Linked DNA regions of Bombyx mori: region 2 is linked to region 1. Evidence: chromatin contacts called from public Hi-C data. All regions are on one chromosome and are shown on one strand. The core of a region is the stretch at or near the end of the contact, and the rest is flanking DNA. Distances in the headings are between cores, read along the strand shown. Region 1 overlaps iap2 (inhibitor of apoptosis 2). Region 2 holds the start of Iap (inhibitor of apoptosis protein).

Evidence for each region. A called contact is a pair of places that touch in the nucleus more often than the background predicts.
Region 2: a contact with region 1 is called in a Hi-C map of midgut, with 3 times the contacts expected there. The contact joins the promoter of Iap here to the enhancer-like site in region 1. A contact is called at or near these places in 4 of 7 Hi-C or Micro-C datasets (middle silk gland, midgut, posterior silk gland and 1 more).

The regions. Positions count from the first base shown.
Region 1 is chr23:8,233,173-8,240,616 of ASM3026992v2, reverse strand. It overlaps iap2 (inhibitor of apoptosis 2), which reads right to left. Exons shown (of 9, transcript NM_001202529.1): 9 at 7,195-7,317. The coding sequence ends at 7,195. Among protein-coding and RNA genes, the nearest start is that of iap2, 17 kb to the right of the region's middle. Within about 2 kb of position 1,451, at least 3 of the 8 cell types and tissues checked have open chromatin away from gene starts, as enhancers often do.
Region 2 is chr23:8,314,781-8,322,716 of ASM3026992v2, reverse strand. It overlaps Iap (inhibitor of apoptosis protein), which reads right to left and starts at 2,335. Exons shown (of 2, transcript NM_001043559.1): 1 at 2,115-2,335. The coding sequence starts at 2,130. LOC101743139 (a long non-coding RNA gene) reads left to right here and starts at 5,412. Exons shown (of 3, transcript XR_009976263.1): 1 at 5,412-6,464; 2 at 7,132-7,936.

The DNA of each region.
Region 1 (7,444 bases), core at 202-2,701:
TTTTTCCTGGACCCCTTAACGCCCCCCTCTAGGTTTCAAACGCCCCCCAGGGGGCGTTATCGCCCACTTTGAGAAAGACTGCTGTACACCATTCTATACATACCTAATGGAACCGCGACGACAGAAAAGTTTAAGTACTTTTCTTTTTAATTGTTCGCGTAGATGGATGGAGTAATTGTTCCGGAGCTCAGAGTCATCTAAACGTCAATGCCACCTGCTAGACGTAAGGCTTGAGACAAGAGTTCTAAGTCTCCGTTTTTACAGTACAACGGCTGCCCCACCCATCAAGCCAGAATAGGCTGGACGGTGGTAACTATCCATGCGAACGTGATGTAGTGAGCTAATAACTTTATCGTTTTGAAATTATACCTATTTACACCGAGTAAACATTATTGAGGCTGGCGACAAAACATTTAAACCAAAAAAATATGTAATGAATACAAAAAAATATTGTTGATAGTGGTCATGGTGTGTGGTAGAATTATCTGGAAGCGATAACGCACAGTAATAAAAAAGTCGGAATTCATGGGAATATAAAAAGCTTTGCCCCGGAATTTATTACGCATTTTCAAATTGGGAACGGGACCGACATTGGGTTTTACAAATGTTTGTGATCTGATAAAAACATTTACAGGACTTTATTCTCTTATTGCATACGAGCAGACAAACTCGCTTATTTGGTGTACGTTGCATAAATAAAAAAAAGAGGTATGCGTAAAACTGGAGTACATAAATTCATTATTCAAATAAAACGGAACACTGTTTGACCTTTTGATATACGTCGGGTTAATCAACAATGAAAAAACTTTAGGGACGCCAAATCAAATGGAATGCGGGGTTTATCGCGCTGAATCATTCCGTCTAGCAGACTTTCGCATATTAATACATTTCCAAATGCATCCCGCCGACGTGTGCCGTCGTCTGAGCTATTTCCGAGCGCCACTATTCTCGCTCAGACGCCTCAAGCGCCGTGGCGAACTAACGCACTTCACCTTTATTTAAAAAAAACCGCCTTTGATCAGACAAAACGAACACCCGACGAACAACGTTCGGCCCGTTACCCTTTGCTTCATTCCTGCGTAATGACATTCTCGCGTTCCGTGAAATATTAAAGCTCGCGAAAATCCTTCTGTTCTACAATTTATTTTGTATTCAGTTGAACTATTAAATGTATTATTATTATTGCTTAGATGGGTGGACGAGCTCACAGCCCACCAGGAGTTAGGCGGTTACTGGAGCCCATAGACATCCACAACGTAAATGCGCCACCCACCTTGAGAATAAGTTCTGCTGCCCCACCCCTCAAACCGAAACGCATTACTGCTTCACGGCAGAAATAGGCCGCGCGGACTCACAAGAGGTCCTACCGCCAGTAAAAGCATTAGTGTAAGAGACGTGGATGTAGTTTATTATAATGCAAATACTCGCATTAACTCTACCTCACGTTTCCAAGCGGATAGCGGTATTTCGGTCTCTCTGACTGAACCCATAGAGCTCGTATACATGTTCGGTATAGCATTACACCTCGAGTTACCAGTAATAGGTAAACGAAAAAGAATGAGAAGACGAAAAAGATATTTAGGTTGTCCTATTGGGACATGAGCTCGTTCCATAAATTTCTCTCTGATAAATACCCGAAAGCAGAAAACTTTCACTTACATTTTAATAATTTACATACCAACCTTTTGATTATATTAGGTATGGTAAAAAAATTATATTTTATCACAAAACTACAAAAGGCTCGTCCAGAGACCTCGCCTTAGGATGAATGGGCGGACTTCAGAAAATCTGGAAGGCCCAATAGTTGTGTTTGATAACCAAAAACTTCGGCCGACAACGTAGGAAGATTTCATTATCTAGTGGTGTTAATAGTCTGGTGTAGAAACGCTCATTCTTTATATAGCATAGAGCTTTCGTCTCTGGATCCCTAAATACTGGTCGTATACTATATTTAATAAATATACTGTAAATAATAGGTACCATTTGTGATTAAACAATATGTAAGTATTAACTGTCACACATATTGTTACCTAATAATAGTATTACTGCACTTAATTTAAAATACGTACCTGTCATATGTTTACGAATAACCCTCACTATAATATCTTTAAAAAAGGTTTGATAAAAATGATAACAAAAAAAAAATTATCGTTACAATTAAAATTGAATAATTATGATGGTATAGATTAATTGTGAGCTCAAACTTGAAGCAAGCATGCATGAAAATGAAATGTCTCAAGATATGAGATGCCATTTATCTTGGGTGGGTCGTCTAATCAATCAACCATTTACATAATAATATACCGTATTAATATATATCTCGTTGTTATAAAAAAAAATATATATATATCACATATTTATACCTAATATAGTCAGTAATTAACTATTTTTTTATTTTTTTTCGAATGCTGATCAAAAATGTTTTTTTTTATTGCTTCGATGGGTGGACGAGCTCACACACCACCTGTTTACCAAGTGGTTACTGGAGCCCATAGACATCCACAACGTAAATGCGCCACCCACCTTGAGATATAAGTTCTAATGTCTCAAGTATAGTTCTGTATAGTTACAACGGCTGTCCCACCCTTAAAGCCGAAACGCATTACTGCTTCACGGCAGAAATAGGCAGGGTAGTGATACCCATCCGCGCTGACTCACAAGAGATCCTACCACCAGTAAAAAAAATTTGGATTGATTTTGGATAAGGAACTTTTGCGCTATCTTAAAATAAATAAGAAATATATTTGTTCCATTAAAAATACGAGAGATGCAAAGGAAAAACATAGTAATCGTTATTGCACAGCTCAAAACTATACAAAAACAATTTTTTCCACTGAATTTGAATATAATTAAAAATTACTGCGTAATGCGTACTGGAGAACTTCATATTGCAGAAACACGAGCGATTCTCAAGGCAGAGAGAGTGCAAATGTAAAAAGTTCTAAATGAAAACTAAGGACCCCGAGATTATATAGAGAAATAGGGCACTATCAAACTAACGTACCAGACAGAATGGCCATTATTAGCACAAATTTCGCGTTGCCGTCACATTACGTTCAATAAAACAATTATTCGTGGTTATAAACCATGTAATTCCCCACTTCAATATCGTTTCAAATACCAATTACAATCTAAAAATAACATTAACAACATTTTTCCACAACAATTCCCGCTATCTTCGATAAAGGCGCTTACACTATTTTAGATCGTATTGGATTCGCGTCTGTACGTGCTGTATGTATTCTTGCTTCACTCCGAAAGTACTAGAGGTGCTATTTGACAATGACAATGCGGCAGTTTCTTCGCACTCAAACTATTTAAACATTCAAATTTAACTTCTCCGATGTGTCGTTTTTTTTTCGTTTTGCTGTTGACCAAAGTCTCGACAGTATTACGATAAGTTGTCTTTATTGTAGTCATAATTTAAAAGTTACGACTTATAACGAACAGTTCCCGATGATCTTTCCATCGTTTTCTTATCGAATTTTAAGGCTTTTGATTTCTTTCAAATTTTTAACAATTTACGTCCTAAGTTTAATTCAATATATCAGCACAGCCGTTTACCGTAAATAGGCAGTTCGAAAACTACAAACGTTGCCTTTAGCGTTTGCAAATATATACTTTTTTATATTTAATTTCGAAATAAATTGGTCGCTCAATCTCTATCTTCCATGATATGTTTGTGATGGAAACGAAATTGGAAGAAAACTAGTTCGTATAGTATCAGTGAGAGAAGTCAATGTATATTAAATGGGTACAAACGCGAACAACGCTTATAGACTATACGCATTAAGACGTAAAATCTGTCACTTTGTGCGAGCACCGCGTCCATGATCGTGTCATCGCTTCAGATCATTTAAACAATTTATTGCACTATTAATATTAAAAGAAAAGGAAAGGCAAGTTTACATTAAATTAAATTACCTAATATAATAATATATATATACTTAAAATATATAATATTAATTTGATTTAATTAAATTAAAAATCATCAATACGTTCAACGAAATTCAAATATCAACTGAACTTACTTCGACATAAATTGGAACAAAAAGTTCATACAAATGTAACTACAAAATCAATTTAAAACATTTTTTTTTCTTCTCAACGCATCCGCCGTAACTTATTATACATAATTTTTCACTAAGTTTAACTATTAGTTACCGGAAACATTATCTAAAAGACTATTCAATCAATTCACTACAATATCAATGCGTTGTATGTGTGATCTAACAATCTAAAATCTATTATAGTTTTAAGGCTTACTACTAGAAAAACCTTTTGCATAACGTAAACAAAGCATAACTTTTTTGATCAACAATAATTGAAGACATGAGTAGAGGAAGGGATAACGTACCATTTTTAAGATTTTTGAGTTTTTACACTGAATGAAGGTGTATGTGCCTATAAACCATATTAAACCTTAAAACTCCGGGTTTAAAGGCTATGTTTAGAAATTGCATGTCATGAAGGTGTTATGTACGAAGAAAAAGTACAAGTAACAAAAGTTTGTTACCCGTTTTCTCAAAATTAACAATTTGTATCATATCCCCTTCATCCACTCATGTCTTCAATTGTCAGACTGCTCTCTGTCTGAGTGAATGTCAATGTCTCGACGTGGAACTAACGATTTATCTTTAATTCCATATTAAATTATCTATAACATGTGACGTTGAGACTAGAGTTTGTAAGTACTACTCAGCCCACAGTTTGAATTCTAGTACTAGACGAGTAAGATTGAATGCTAAGCGAAATGTCTACAAATATTTAATATTCAAAACATTTTTTCTTTTCTTTTCTCTAAATATTTGTAATTTTTAATTTCAAACGTTAAATAGATAATTTCCTATTTCAATAATGTTTGAATATACTCACAAAATATATTTGTTTACGTATTTTTTTAATATACAATTAGTTTTCCAAATTAAATGATAAGATTTAAACAACACCAAAATTTAAATGATTTACTTTAAGTAAACTCAATTAATTATTATGTAACTAATACATACTATATAGTTGCATGGGTAGTTAAAATTCTTATTAGAACGGATTTTTAGATTTGATTCTTTGCATTGAAATATACACAGATACATACAGAGATATTATGTTGACAGTGATTTTCTCTACTTATCTATTTTTCTAAAAAATAAACAGACTTATGTTAATTCTACAGAAAGTGTACTTGGGTTATAAGTAGGGTTGCCAGACGTTCCACATTTCCCTAGACGTCCCGTATTTTAGGCTTAATTCAAAATGTCCCGGCGGGACTGACTCTGTCCTGTATTTCAACCGTATGGTTATAATTGTATTGATTTTTATAAATATGTTAAAACCGATAAAAATATGTTAAAACTGACATGCTCCTCGGAGAAATATAAGAAAAAAAAAATGTCACTATATAATTTAGTTTTTTTTTTACCCGGGTAAAAAACTAAATTCTCGTAGTTTTCTGCCTATTTAAGCATTTGCCTCTTATGGGCTAAAAAAAATCTGGCAACGCTAATTATAAGGGTTGTGCCACGATCATCTGATTCATCGTAAATTTTTTTTCATCACTAATTCAAACATTCATAATGTACGGTTCATCGCTCTAATTCGTATCCAATGATTAGAAATAATTATATCATGCAGTAAGTGCATAATCATAAACTTATTAAGCATTAAAATAAATGAGACGAAATCTCTTTAATAAATTTTATTAATTGTTCGATTTTAATCAACGCGTAGGCGCTTGAGGAATTCCGTCACGTAACGGATCAAGAGTAAAATTTCATAAACAATCTAATGTTTTTTCATTCACTTGAGACTATTAAAATTATTTTAAAGAAGGCTTTACCTTTTATCATCATTATTCCGTTTCCAGCGTCAATTAATAATTAAATGGTGAATTTCAAAAGATTACTTTCCCGATTTACATTTTTCTTCCTTTCATTCGTATTGTTATAGTAGCAACATATAAAGACAGAACAAATTATACTCACATGATAAATAATTTATAATTAATTTTCACTTAAATCACGTAAAAAGAAACAATACGTTTCACTGTTACAGTCACTAGTTGCGATGCCGGTCCACAGGTAGCCTGAAATAGAACGAATATCAATAAAAATACATATCTTCATATTTAGTAACTCTTCAAATTGTAATCGTTTCTATTAGGTATATTAAAGATATTTTGCGACTATTATCATAGTTAAATGTAGTAGAAAATTTATCTGTTCTAGAGTTTTTCTATTAATGAACTTTTAAAATAGCAAAAAAAAAGAACAATCATTATCCGGATTAAAAGAAAACTGCTTGTCAATGTTTTATACCCATTATAGATTACTTACTATAAGTATACTATATTTAATGACAAAAATAATATTAGAGGAAGGAAATTAAATGTATAGATTACAATTTTAATTAGTTAATATTTTAACAAGTTTTCTTGTTGCAAATAAGGATATGTTTAAACACTAAGCTAGCTTTTGAAAAGTTGTAATGAAACAACAAGCTTTGACCCGGTTTGAATTAAGAAGCTTGAATTATTGGCCCGTAAAAACAGGCTTAAAAAAGCTTAAAATCCTAATGCTTAAAAATGAAATTCGTTTGGCGAAATACCCGGTCAGCACCCGATCGGATGCTGCAAAACTTCACATTATAGTTCATCTAATTACGCTATTGTACGACGTATGCGGGCAACCCTGTCGTCGAGAAATTAGAATAGAGGACTTTTTGGCGGGAACGCGAGGAGTGAAGTTGTGTGATTTGTTTTATTTTGTCTATTTAGTGTTTCTTCAGGTTTAAATGTGTAATAACGGTGGTTTATTAACTGTTTAATATCTGTGAAAGTGTACAAATGTGGGAAAATGAAACAAAGCCGCTGGACGCAACTTCTCGGGGTCCTCCAAAAAGTCCACTGAAAAAATCTTAGTAAATGACCACCATTTTACTAAGATTATATTTCATTCCATATCATCTAATTTCATTTAATTTCATCTCAGTTGATTAACGTCTCAAATTAATCATTTTCATTTCATTTCACTCCATATTATCATTTTTCATAAAAATAAGAATATAAACTAAAATAAGACATGACTTAAAGGTCTTAGTTACCAGGTCATAAAATCACTTAAAAAAAAAAAGAAAAAAAGAAATTAGAATAGTTAGAAGTGATGTGAGCGCATGTACTGACGTGATGGTTTGACCGTGTCAGGCGAGGTAGGCACGCACGAGCGCGCGCACGGCGCCGCGGCACAGCGGGCACGCGCTCAGCGCCGCGCCGCACCTCGCGCACGACACCAGGTGCCCGCACGGCAGGAACACCACGCTCACCTGCAACAACCACTCCCTTGTAACTTTCAACTTGGTTCAAGTAAGATTTTTTTTCCAAAGGAGAAAATCGCCCGATCTCCACCCGCGCGGCAGGCAGGGTTTGTGGGAGTTGAACTTCACTAAAAAC
Region 2 (7,936 bases), core at 1,086-3,585, 81 kb before region 1:
TTCGAATTCCTTTGCCTCGCCTGTAGCGCCTACGCTCTACTCTTATCTGTTAAGATTGGTTATCTACGAGGACTGTCGCGTACAAATGCATCGCTACACAACTTCATTCGCATAACGCATTTATACCTAACAAACTTACAGACCCACGGTCAATCTCGAAGCTCGCAGCTGACACCATGAATGAGTTCAAAACTATGAATGAATTTAAACGTTTGTTAATGTCGTCTAAACAAACTTTGGTTACTCTCATCATTATAAAAGTTGAAAAAACAAACTGAAGGATCGAGGCCCGGAAACGGATGTGAACGTCCGCCAGATGGAGCGTGTATTCATACTAAAACCAGCATTGAGCGGAGCGTATAAACAAACTTTAATGACTACAACCGCGATATCCTTCGTCGCTTGGAAATTCGAATAATTTTTTACGCGTTTATCAATTTCAAACTTTTCTTAGTTAGAATTAATTATTACAAAATTATTAGAACTGTCTATTGATATTATGAATAGCGTACGTTATACTCCAGTCCAGTAAGGATGAAGCCAGAATAGAATAGGTGTTTAGGTAGACAAAAAAATGCAATAATGGTATGTAGTGGTTAACAAAAATTTTTTGGATTTAGCATTCATGCCGCTACAACGCGAGTAGCGACACCTATCAGTTATGGAAGTACCCTGAATGGCACTGGCAATATTTTTATTAACCAATTGCATTTTTTTAAATATTCTCATTATTTCGACCGCGCCATACATAGGTTAGATACGCAGTCAGTGGACGTGCTTACCTATACATTAGAAATCATTCATTCAATGTTTCCCATGACTAAAACAAACTTTGTTACAAAGACGAACTTTGGCATATAAATGACTCAATTGACTGATATCGAATTTAATTTAATTAGGTCTTATAAAGGCACAATCTGTTGTAACAATATGGGCATTATATAATTATGAGCCGCAGTATTATTGATAGATTTCTAAGTTTCATGAAGAAAATACATCCGAAAATGAATTTAATTAAGCTGTTTTTTTTAATACGTAGATACAGCGTGTGGGTTAAGAAATTTTACTTGTCACTAATGTTCATAAAATTAAGATTTTTTTTTTTATTATTGAAAACGAATAAATTTCTTTTTATTTTGAATTTGATTGGAAAGAATGATGTTTAGTGTGATTGGCCTGACAGTCGCCGGCTGTATTCGTATACATAATCAATGCCACAATCATTCGATAGATGGCGGTACTTGTTTCATTTGAATTTTTTAAATGCTATCTACCTAGTTATTTTTAAACAATCAAAAATATTATTACAGACAGTGTATTAGATTTTCCTTCCGTTCCAATTAATTTTACACTAGTAGCATCCACAAATGTTAGTCATATAATAGAAAAACAACATGAAATTTATATAGGTAGCTGCCATTGCCAAATTTAAAGGCAGTGACTGTTACAAAACAAGAGGCCACGTTGGGTACTGTGTACATAAAGACAAGGTCAATTAATTCAAACGAGTAAAGTTCAAAAAAAAACAAACATGAACAAAACATAATTATAATCTGAACACAAAATTCAGATTAAGCATTTGTTCAAGTTGTGATTAAAATAAAATGTTGATAGTTTCTTATCTATTTGGAGATTACTGGACAGTATTCTTAGAAATAAACACTCAGAATTCTAGAAAATAAGTCTCTTGTAAAACACATTGTATTGCTAGAGTTGCTGTTTTTCTTGATATAATTTAAAAGAAGTTTTAAATAAAATCTAATAGGATTAAAATGTTTTTAAAGTATGAAGTCCAATTTGAAAAACTATACTTTTATGTATTTAATCACTAAAATAATTATATGTACATGGAAATATTTATGAGCAATATTTATTAATAAATAATATATTTTGGAAGTTTAAATAAGTAGCCACAAAATTTGTGGTAACAATCAAATATTATTCACTAATTAATTTCAACTAACAAAAGTAAAACCATATTAAGAAAAATTTACTTGACATGAATCTCTGTAATTTTATATTTATAACTAAATGCTTTACTAACATACTAACAACAACTCATAAAATTGAATTCTCCATATGTTGATACAGAGGTTATGTAAGCAATTTTTTACCTTTCGTCAACTCCATTGGTATATTTTTCCTTTTTTTTAGTAACGCATAAAACGTATATTCTTATGTTTTTGTTTAATCACTGACACTCGTCTTGCAAAAACAAAATAGTATGAAGTTCCAAAACGTCAACGCAGCCAGACAGAACCGAGTAGCAACTAAAGAAGAGCGCGGAGTTTCACGTTAACATTCACACTACCGAAGTGAAGTGAGTTTAATAATGCAGCGCCAGCGATGGGCGAGCCGAGCAGCAAGTAGTGGATTATAGGATTGTAGCTCGAACTCTTTCTAACACGTACGAATATGAATCTTTTTTTCTCGCTCTCAACGAATCAACCAATCATAGCCTTAGCCGCCGAAAGAATTTAGTGATTTTTTAGATTATGAATTTATTGTTTCGCTCTCTTGTTGTATTTAATTTAAAATAAACTCTGCTATTTTTCTATTTACATTTAATTTTTATAGTTGAGACTGTAATGTTAACGAGAAGAAAACTCCTATTCAATAATTAAAAAAGTAAATGTAGTACAATGTATCTGTATTCTGTAATTTTATCCGTATCCGATTTACCCGTAAAATACAGCTAGTTTCGATTAACTTCAACAATTTTACGGAATATTTTCCCTCATTGCCAATTTCAAAGGTCATTTCATCAACAGTTGCTTGCTGATAGTGCCTAGGGTTCCATCTATTACTGATTAAATAAATAGTATCATTTAATGCACATTGAGTAGACTTATGAATATGACATTGAGTCTCTTATAATGTTTACATCTACCACTACCCTACACACGGTGTGCACTATAGTAAAGTATTTTTCATCTACACTTTCATTTCCACTCTCTAAAGTTTCACCCATTCCTCTAATTTGGTAGGATTTAAGTTAAATAATCTTTTTTTATAATAAATTAATTCTTACCTCAAAATTCCGATTATTTTATAATTCTTATCAATCAAATAAAGTCTGGAGGAAAATGGGTAACAACGATTTTATACATACCTCCTGAAGTGCTTGCTATATTTTCTGAATTTACTTCGGTCGATTCATTTTCCTGATTCATTTTAGTAATTTAAAACAAACTATATATTTTGTCTTTCCGATGGGAATTCCATTTTCAGAATATTATTTTGCATATACACATAATGTTAGGATGTATTGTACTGAAGACGATCTAAAATTAAAAAGTAGTATTAGAAAATAATATGTACCTTAGTAACTTTTTTTAGTTTCTGACACTGACACTTAGATCACATTAAATGAAATTAAAACTTTTTAGTACCATGAACGAAAAAGGCAATTTACAAACGGCGGCGTTCTGTTCCAGATGCCGCGGATATAATGCGAAATACGATATAATCTATGCTAGTCCGATAGGTGATAATCGTTCATACATAAATTAATGTTATGTGTAGGTAGATTTGTTTATTGACAATGTTCAGAAAGACGTATCGATTGCGTCACTAATATTTTTAGCATGTCTGCACATATAATATTTTCTGTGCAACAAAATCGTAACATAACATTTTTGCGCTTTTTAATTAACTTTTAATTAATGACCATTTCCTAGTAAATAATTTCATACGAAACGCATTAATAATCATTTTAAAAATGTAGGTAATGACTTTATGATAACCCAAGTTTAGGAAGAAATGATTATTTATGTTACGGGCTATGTAAAATAAGTATCTATCCAGATTTACTTACTAAGTAAAATGTTATGAAATGTATTAAAAAAAACATGGATAAACGAATGATGAAAAAAAAAAAAAAAATTGGCTCGTGGCAGGTGCGCCAACAGCTTGCGAGCTGCGAGTGTGCGGGCGTGCAGCAGCATCGACAGCTGCACTTCCACGTGCTCACCAGCTGTCGTCTTCATCCCTTACCTCTCACCCCCTCATCATTGTCCTAATTTCCTTGCATTTGGGACCCTCGCTTTATTCAAGTTTATAAGTTTCTTTAAAAGATACGAATAACGTTATAGAAAGAATTATCAGTTTAATTTATTGATATAGTTTGGTAGATTCTGAGAAGCACGGCTCTTGTTAGGGTTCGTGTTAGCAACGTCGTCAAGTTTAAGCCCCGTGAGCTCACCTACTAGTTAAGGTTACGCTGAAATAGCCTCTCAAGGCTATCAGCTTAGAAAAAAAATAAATATACTTAATTAATACGAGAGAGCATATATGTTTTATTTATTCACAAACCTGTACTGGCTGGCAGATGAAGTAGAGCCGACTACTACTAACCTTTTAATGACATCGATAAACTTCTTAGAAAATCAACATTTTATAAATAGGCATTGTAGATTTCAAACCTACAACCTCTAGTGAGCGACCTAAAAAGCCTTAAGTTTCTCCATACTCCATAATCATACCGACTTCGATTTGCGGGGAAGTCCTGGAGTCCCTAATGCGAAGAATAATATATAATGTTTAGGAGTCCCGATCTTGAAAAGAGAGCAGTTTTATTGTTGCAAAATCAAATATTTCCTGTGTGAATTATGATCAGAGTGAAGCAGTCTACACCGTTCTAAACGTTTAATTACCAAACTAACTATAATTAACAAACTAGCCACGGTCTTAAAAATCAGTGTTTACAGTGTATGGGAAAAATACAACCGACTTCAAATGAAGTGGTTCTCAATTGAGAGCGTGTGTTACTTTCATTCTACTGTATTTTTTTTGCACATCGTTCAACGTATGTCTATTCAAAATCAGCTGTCAAGCGAAGTAAATGTATCACGCGAGAGCCCAGGTGTCCGGCAACAATCTATAATTCAGATTGCGCATTTACGAAATACGCACTTCATAAAAAGTGTTTGGGTTCTTGTTTTCTCGAGTTATATCTGTATTCTGTTTATAGTCGTTATATAGGTACATAATTCAATCTCATCTCTCAATCCGAATGCTGGCAGTCACGTTGTAATGAAGCATGGACTCTTTGAATTTAAAAATTTTAAAAATATTAATTGTTTTAGATGGTATTGTGACTTCGACTTATATCTGGATTGGGTAGAAGATAGATATTCTCTTTGCGGCGTCTATTGGCTCCGATAACCATTATCATAAGATGAAATGCGAACTGGACTAATCTGCTAGGTTAGCCTAGCAGATTAGTCCACATTAGTACTTAGGTACATTATTTTGTACAAAAATTATGACTTCTAAAATGCTCATAGATATGATCGTTACTTATTTATTATAATTATTACGTACAATTAATTTAATTTAATCTCTAAAACACCATAAGGAAAATACTTCAATGGTTCTGTTCGAAATTATTTCTGTTCAAGTTTTATATCTTAGACCGTTTTACGAGCGAGGCTGAATTAAAAAGATCATAAACACGGATCTGAAAAGTGGCGGCGTATTAATATAATAATATGTAGAAGTATAGACGTACAAAAGTTATAAATGCATATTTTAATGAATGGACCCACCGTGCCGAGCCAGGCCTATAGCTAGTTATACGTATAGAGTTGCTTCGTGACTTAACAACAACCATAGAGTAGAACTGACAGAACTCAAAGCTCTATTTATTTTCATTATAAATCAAGGCAATATAATTTTACTAACATCAACATAATGCCTTTTTGAAGAGCTACTTTCAGGTATGATGACAATTTATTCAAATGTAAATGCCAAACAAAAAGTGAGATAGAAGAAATTTAACAACATCTGATTACTACTGATGAGCTTGTTGATTTGTTTAGGCTAATGTGTTTTGTCGAGTACTAATTCGTAGTAATTATACAGTCCGACTTTAAGCTGTCGTTAATCAGACCGCTGAGTTTCGATCTGCGCGGCGAGTCGCGATTCCAATCCGGTAGCAGATTCATTCGGAAAATAGCCACCCTCGAGCTATTAGGCTCCTTCGGAAGCTGTTAGTAAGTCCCACACCTCCTGGCTGAGCTTATGCTCGTCCATCTGTCCTTGTGAAACCGGAAAGAACTCCGGACCACATGTAAAGCCTCCCTCCAAAAAAATTTCACTAAGGGTACAAGTTCCATTATTCCAAATAGATGTACCTACGGATCTATAAGCTTGATATTATAATATGTTTTAAAATTTGCCTCAGATTATTGTATTTGAAAACAAGCTTCAAAATTTTACTATAACTGCTTATTTATTGCGTCAGTTTCCAAAAACATATATAGATCTACCTGCTTAGTTCATAGGATTTTATTGAAGTTCTTTTGCTCTATTATTGTCACTTCTGATTCTGTCTGGTGTTTGTCGATTGCTTATTGTCCAATGGGAGCCCGTTTTGTGGAATGCGCGGCTTTTCCCAGAACTTCGTCGCAAGCCAGGAGACGGGACCACTTGTTCGAAGTACTTTCACGTACAAAAAGAATGTAAGTAGTTATAAATGTAGATCCTTAAAAAGTTTTTAAAACTCAAAAAAGTTCACAAGCCTTGACGTACTCTTGGCCGTTGTCTCCTTTGTACCTTCATTAAAAAAAGAAGAACTATAAGTACTATTACTCCTCTCTAAAAAAATAGAGGGCAACGGCAGTAACATACGACAAGGTTGGCTTGTAGACTCGTCTGCAATCAATGACAAAAAAAAATTCGTTAGTTATCTTTGGAAATAAGTGAAATAAAAATGAATTGAGTTTATGTTCTGAACTCCAAATGATTCTAATTGGTGTTATTAAAGTAAGAAATTATATCGTCCATGGTTTCGACTTGTATAATCTATGTAGGTACATCAAGATACGAGTACTGTTTGCCTAAAATTTTAAAATACCTTTTTTTATAAGCACAACGTACATACATACAGACATGAAACTTATTTTATTTTTTAAGTTCAACTTTAGTTAGTACGTATGTACTTCTCTTAGATCACTTCCTTGCTGTGGATTGAGTTTAGAACTAAATGATATTAAACTTAGAGTGTTAAATGAACCTATTCTCTCATAAATTAGAAAACATGACAAAAATGCAATTCAAACTATAACAATAGCGTCTAGCGAGTTCGACAATGGAACATTTTTCCTATACAAATCCGTTACATTCCAGTCTCCGGTGCCGCGAGTGGTCCGCGAACACGCCACGAAAGCCATCTCGACGAGATTTCGAAATTCCAAGAAAGGCAAAGCCTTATAAATTATCTCAAAAGCGCCGACGCGGCCCTGCAGCCAGAATGCTTTTTTATAACACAGGTAGGCTGGCGCTAAGAAGGCAATGGAATGCATGTATATTATGCCGCTTCAACGAGTTTGATATTTGAAACTATTTTCAATTTATAATTACAATTTTTAACTATATCGTGCGATTATGTGAAGTTTCAGTGTTGTGTATTTATATTTGATGAATGATAATTTGAATTTGAATTTAATAAAATTGGTATTTTATTTTACATACGAAAATCAACTTGGAACCCGTAACATTACATACATACGTAATATACAAAAATCAACTAATGATTTTGATAAAAAAATTTATTAAATCACAACTAAAGTATCAATATATTTTCGTTTCACATTGTGAGTATTCGATCCTATAAACGTAGTGCACTCTAGAAAAAAATGTGCGTGGTACACGCGTGCAGCACGATTCCTGGAAGATAGCGATGCTGGTTAAAATTCCACAGTCTCGTATCCCCGAAGGTCGTGTTCAATAATAAGAATAGACCATTGAATAGCTTTGGCGCCAACGCGAGGAGACCACCATTCGTTCGGGAATAATTTAAACTTTTAATATTGTGATGGGCAACAGTTTTTTCAGTATGTAAGTAAGTCGTTTTGAATACGTGGTTTAATGGGGCTGATCCTTGGCTATCAAGATTTCATTGGTACAGCATAATGTGTATTAGGATTGTGTG